2 separate regions of the Mus musculus genome follow, and region 1 is linked to region 2. The links are chromatin contacts, called in public Micro-C maps. All regions are on one chromosome and are shown on one strand. Each heading gives the region's core, a stretch centred on a gene start, on an enhancer-like site or on the middle of the called end of the contact. The rest is flanking DNA. Distances are from core to core; before and after follow the strand shown.

Region 1 (2,700 bases), core at 113-2,612, 280 kb before region 2:
AGAAAGTTTGGGAGTAAAAAGAGATGGCTTAGTGATTCAAGAGCTTGCTGTGCATACCTGGGAACCCAAATTTGCATCTCTAGCCCCCATGTAAAAATCCTGGTGTAATGGGCTGCATCATGTTCTTGTTCTTCCATTGTTGGGAGGTGGAGACAAGCAGGTCCTGGAGGCTGCTGTCTAGCTCATCTAGCCTATGAGAGATCCATCTCAAAACCAAGGTGAAGAATGATCCAGGAAGACACAGAGTGTTGACTTCAGCTCTCTACAGGTATGTGCACAGGCACATGTACTCATATACTTGTGCAACACACACACACCAGTATGGTTATGGAATTATAGTGGAAATTATTTTTTGGCTGAATATTTGATAACAGTAGGACAGGGAGCATTTATAGCATTTTTTTAAACTGGCTGATATTTTGGTTTTATAATCAACAATGTTGAGAACTTGTAAACAGGACAAAATGGCAGAATTATGTTTGAGGCCATTTCAGAAATTGTTGAAGACTGTGCCCTAATCCTAAAATTCCTTTAACGGTGTTTTAGGAAATACAACTCAGCAACTTAGACAGCAATTTTTAAGCTCAAACATTCTAACACAATTCAATCTAAAGACATACTGATTTGCTACTTATATGCTGAGGAATGCTGGTAGGAAAACATTGAAAGCTGTTGTTTTCTGTAACTAATCCATTTTGCTTCTATAAGAACAGTACGTCCATTGAGGAAGCTGAAGGGTTTCAGACTCTTCATTGGTGGTGTGTCGTGTAATGATACTGTGTGTTCAGAACCAAAGCTACAGTGACATCAGCCATGTGATATCTTGAGTGCTGCCAAGCTACCTTGGGTTCATTATGCATTTGATTTTGAATTAGTTTTTGGTCATTACAAACCTTTCACTGTACCACTCCATATGTAGTTGTGACCCACAGTTTAAGCAGTGGGTTCTGGTGGTATTCTGAAATCAGAAGCAATAGAAACCCCATGTATAAGCCTTCTGATGTGGCTGCTCCTACAGATGTCTAAGGGGACTTGGTGCTGAGTCATGAGGCCTTTGGTCAGACAGCCTTCCTTTTATCACAGAGTCATCTTCTGGTTTTGTGCTAGCTGGTTGTATAATTCTAGTATACTACCAGAAAGAATAGGAAGGCATGAGTCTACTGCATTGGTGCCTCTTTTAAAAAAATTTTTTTTTTACTTAAATTGTAAAGATTTGGGACAAATACCATCAGTTCCTTTCACACACACACACACACACACACACACACACACACACACACCCCATGGTGAGGAAGTAATGTATTGCCTATCAGCTATAGTCTAGTAGTCTAGTCAGGAGATAGAAACCACAGCCATCTCTGGAACAGAGGGAATTTGATAAGAGGGGGCAGGTTGTTAGCAGGTTCCTGAGCGAGTAGGAAGACTCTAGTTGTAGATTCCCTTGAGTGACAGGCAGCTGCATAAGCTGAATTGGGATTTACTACCATTGAGGGCCAGGTCAAAGAATCTAGCAGAGACCAGAGATGAGAGCCATGGCCTAAGAACTCAGTATTGTCTCATGATGGGTGCTGCCTTGTGCGTAGGTGGGGTGTGAGACCTGAATGTACTCTGTACTGAGTTGTTTGGAGATTGCTGTTCTTTGAATAGTTCAGACATCTCACCATAGAGAGTATGCTTTTAAGCTGTAGATGTTTCTGTTTTGGTACAATATGGCTTCCTAGTTGCATTTTGCACATGTATAGTTTAATTCATTTTGTATGCTGGTAACCATGTTGAACACTACCATGCAACTTCAAGAGAGAGCCCCAGAGCATATTCCCAGAGTAGTTTGGATTATAGCTGATATATCAGCTATAACACATCATCTGTGAGGCACGTCTCCAGTAACCCAGGAACCTGGAGGGTACATTTGTTAGGTATTGATAGAAATAGCCATGTGTTCTATATGGTTAGTGCTCACCTCCTGCCAGCTGGTAAGTAGTGGCTAGCACTGCATCTAGAGTTCTAAGATGAATGTTTTCAGTCCTTCACTATTGACTTTTGTTGGTGGTGTCTTACCTGAAGTGTGTTTTTCTTTGTGGTGATAAAATGACTGTATTCTTTCTTACAGGTGGTAATGTGTTAGGTTCGTTTGGGTATAATGTTCTTCTTAGATTGGGAATCCTAGGACAGGGATAAAGTGAGGACAAACACAGCATCAGACTTTGTCAAGCTTCAGAGTCCTTCCTGCCCTCATCATTGGCTACCTGTTACCTGCCTGCCTTGGCCGACCACCTCCACAGCAGCCTTATCTGCCCTCCAGGCAGCTCTTTTTCTCCTCCTTGAGACCTACCCATTTCCTAAGGTTCCTACCTTGCTAGGCTTCTACACTGAATTCTAACTAGAGTCTGATCTCCCCAAGGCATGGAGGCCCCAAATCAGCACTTGAGGTTAAAGCCAAACATGGTGCAGCTAGCTGTGGGAGGCTCTGGGAAGGAAGTCTCGTGAAGCAAGTTGGGAGAATCCCCGTTTCAGCAGCAAATCAGACCAGGTGTGTTTTCAGCAGAGTTTTCCTTAGCAGATCAGTACTTTGTTCAGCAGTTGGTTAGAGCAGGTGGAATCGCAGCAGGGTTTGGGGATAGGTTGAAGGAAGAGTTCTGATGACCAAATGCTAGACTCGGGAGTGTGGGAAAATGTCCTCTAACAGAGCCAGGGACTGGG
Region 2 (2,700 bases), core at 146-2,645:
CCTGCTTCTCCCAGTCATTTGCTATCATAAGGCAGCCTGGCTGACACACGCTGGCTCTCCTGCACATAATTGGAGAAAGTTTTCCCGTCACCCCTTTCTCCGTGTGGCAGCGCTGGCCCTCTTGGGCCCCTCTCTGCCATCACGCCAGCTCTTCTCTCCTCCTTCAGAGTTTGACCTAATTTCCACTCTGTCATTTTCTCCTCCACGCTGTGTCAGTTTCCCTAGGAGCTCCCAGGAACCCCAGTCCCAGCTAGCCATCTGCTCCTCCTTTCTCCTCTCTAGAGGGGATTCTGGTATAGCTTAGCCATCCCTGGGGGACTCAGGAGCAGCCCTGCCATGTACTAACCCTGACAGAAGGCAGGTTGGATGGCGATGGAACTCAGACCTGTCCAGGTAGGGTAGCTCATCTTAGATAAGAGCAGGCCCTAATGCTGGATGCTGGACACCTAGACAGCTGCTTTTGCAGAAGTGGGCAGCTTGATTCCAGCATGCTGCATCCCTGGCTTTCTGGGTCCCTTTAGTAAGCTCTGAACCTCTTATAACAGCACCGCCGCTCTACCCCAGGCCTCTCTTCCAGGTTCCCATTGCCATGATATCCTGTGGCCAGCGTAGTACTCCAGCCATCCAGATGGACTCCACTCTGTGTGAGGATCTGAATGAGGCCAAGCTCTGGGGAGCACATGAGTAGTACCCCACCCAGAAGATGAGCAGTGTCTGTCTCAGAACCCCTGGCCTGGGATCCGGGCCGGGGCCTCAATACACACAGTCACACAAATGGAGAAACCAGGCCTTCCGTAGACTATCTGCTTCCCCTATGAGCTGGAGACAGAGCCACCGTAGGCTCAGTCTTATCCTTGGAGTCCCTGGTAGGTGGAACTCCAGGGTGCAGGTTTCTAGAGACTTGTGGTCTTTCATGGTGTTTAACTTTAGTCTCCCTGATTCTTAACCCTAACCCAACCTTGGGGGAGTTCCCAAGTTACCTTCGGTCATGGTGTTTTAGAGCAGTAATAGAAAGCAAACTTTAATTTACTTCAGTTTATAACTAGCAGTCGACCATGAATTGAAGGCAGAGCCAGTATCCAAGGCAGGAACCCAGGGGCAGGAGCTGAAGAGGCTGTGGAGGAACACTGCTTGCTGACTTACTCCTCAGGCTGACATCCAGGTACATTTCTTCGACCTCCCAGGACTACCTGCCCAGGGGTGCCACCACTCATAGTAAACTGGGCCCTTGTACATTAACCATTTAGAAAATGCCTCACAGACTTGCCCACAGGCTAATCTTACAGCAAGCATCTTCTCAGTTGTGGTTCCTCTTTCCAGATAACTCTAGCTGAGTCAAAATAACAAAACTAATCAGGTCACCAGGCCTTAAGTCATCTGCCACAGCCCTGCCCCGCCTGCCCCAGCTCCAGCCCAGCTCTTCTCGTTGTTGCAGACACTGCAGAACAACAGCTACAGCTACTGTAGAAAGACTACGGTGCCTTCCTGGGCTCCCAACACTAATCAGCCAAGGCTGACCTGGAAGCCCAGTCAGGTCTGGCTTTCTTGAGCACAGAAGTCTATGTCCACCTAGGTGAACAGCAGCAAGATGAGAGAGGAGCCTATCTCAAGCCAGCAGCCTGCCTGTGGCATTCCCAGCCTCCTCACCCTGACTCCAGTGTCTGCAGTTCTGCTATTCAAGCACCGCCGCCCCCCCCCCCCAGCCCAATATCCTGCTCCTAAACCAGCCTCCAGGGAATTCAGGGTCTGGACCCAGCCCCCCTGCTTGCCCCTGGCCAAAGGTTCTGTAGCCACACAAGGACTTCATGGAGCTGCATGTCCCTTCAGGGTTGACACATCCCTTGTGGCATGTGGTATCATCATTATACAGCATTCCAAAGCGCAGATGCTGTCAGGAGCACTGGAAGAGTTTTAATTAGTGGATAACGTTCAACACTCCAGAGACTTCATGTGAAGTCATAGATGGCCAACTTCTCTGGAACCACTGGGAACAGGAGCCACACTGGCAAGTGGCAAGCCTGTGCTGGGTGGAATTGGTACTTAGACAGGATGTCATTACGTGAGCCACAGTTTCCTGACTTCCTGCAGTAGGCTACACCCAGGCTGGCTTCTGCCTGCACACCATACCGGTGTAGCCCTGTTGAGTTTGCGTGGTAGCCACTGGGGATGGCTACACATCCTCCAGAGGACTGACCTGTAAAACTGTCCATCCACGTATTTCCTCTACTTCTCCCTGGGCTTAACTTTCATCACAGGCCTCTGCGGTCCTTCTTTTCCAGAAGGGGTTTATTACTTACTCACATTTGGAATAGGCCCGGCCTTATGACTTGGTTTAGCCAAGGGGCACTGGGAAACATGCATAAGAACTTGCTGTCTGCAGAGGCTGCCATGGAGTGAGCCAGCCAACCATTGTAGGAGGATGAGAAGCTGAGGCTCAGCTAGGGAGCCTGGGCGTGAGCAATGGCCCCATCTATTAATCAAGGTATGGGAGAGCCTGGTAGAGCTGGGTTAGGTCTGTACCCAGATGCCCAGAGCTTGGTTCTTTTGAGCCTTAAGCTTCTAGACGGTGTGTTACATGATAGAAACTTGCTGATTCATTATGTTTATGTCACAGGTCAGCTGATTCTGCTGGAAAAAGGAAGTTAGGGCTCCTTTTCACGCTGGCCTTTTCCAGTACCAGCAGAGGATCTCAGGGCCCCT

Evidence for each region. A called contact is a pair of places that touch in the nucleus more often than the background predicts.
Region 1: a Micro-C map of the G1E-ER4 cell line shows a contact between it and region 2. The contact joins two enhancer-like sites. A contact is called at or near these places in 3 of 484 Hi-C or Micro-C datasets (the G1E-ER4 cell line, large pre-B cells and nephron progenitors) and 1 of 9 other capture datasets (embryonic tail).

Annotation. Positions count from the first base shown.
Region 1 is chr6:89,536,918-89,539,617 of GRCm38.p6, reverse strand. The region is part of intron 4 of Chchd6 (coiled-coil-helix-coiled-coil-helix domain containing 6); the gene reads left to right. Among named protein-coding and RNA genes, the nearest start is that of Chchd6, 57 kb to the left of the region's middle. Within about 2 kb of position 1,362, at least 6 of the 459 cell types and tissues checked have an H3K27ac peak or open chromatin away from gene starts, as enhancers often do. A contact at or near this core is called in the G1E-ER4 cell line, where this site is marked.
Region 2 is chr6:89,257,001-89,259,700 of GRCm38.p6, reverse strand. No RefSeq gene overlaps it. Among named protein-coding and RNA genes, the nearest start is that of Gm36735, 15 kb to the left of the region's middle. Within about 2 kb of position 1,395, at least 80 of the 459 cell types and tissues checked have an H3K27ac peak or open chromatin away from gene starts, as enhancers often do. A contact at or near this core is called in the G1E-ER4 cell line, where this site is marked.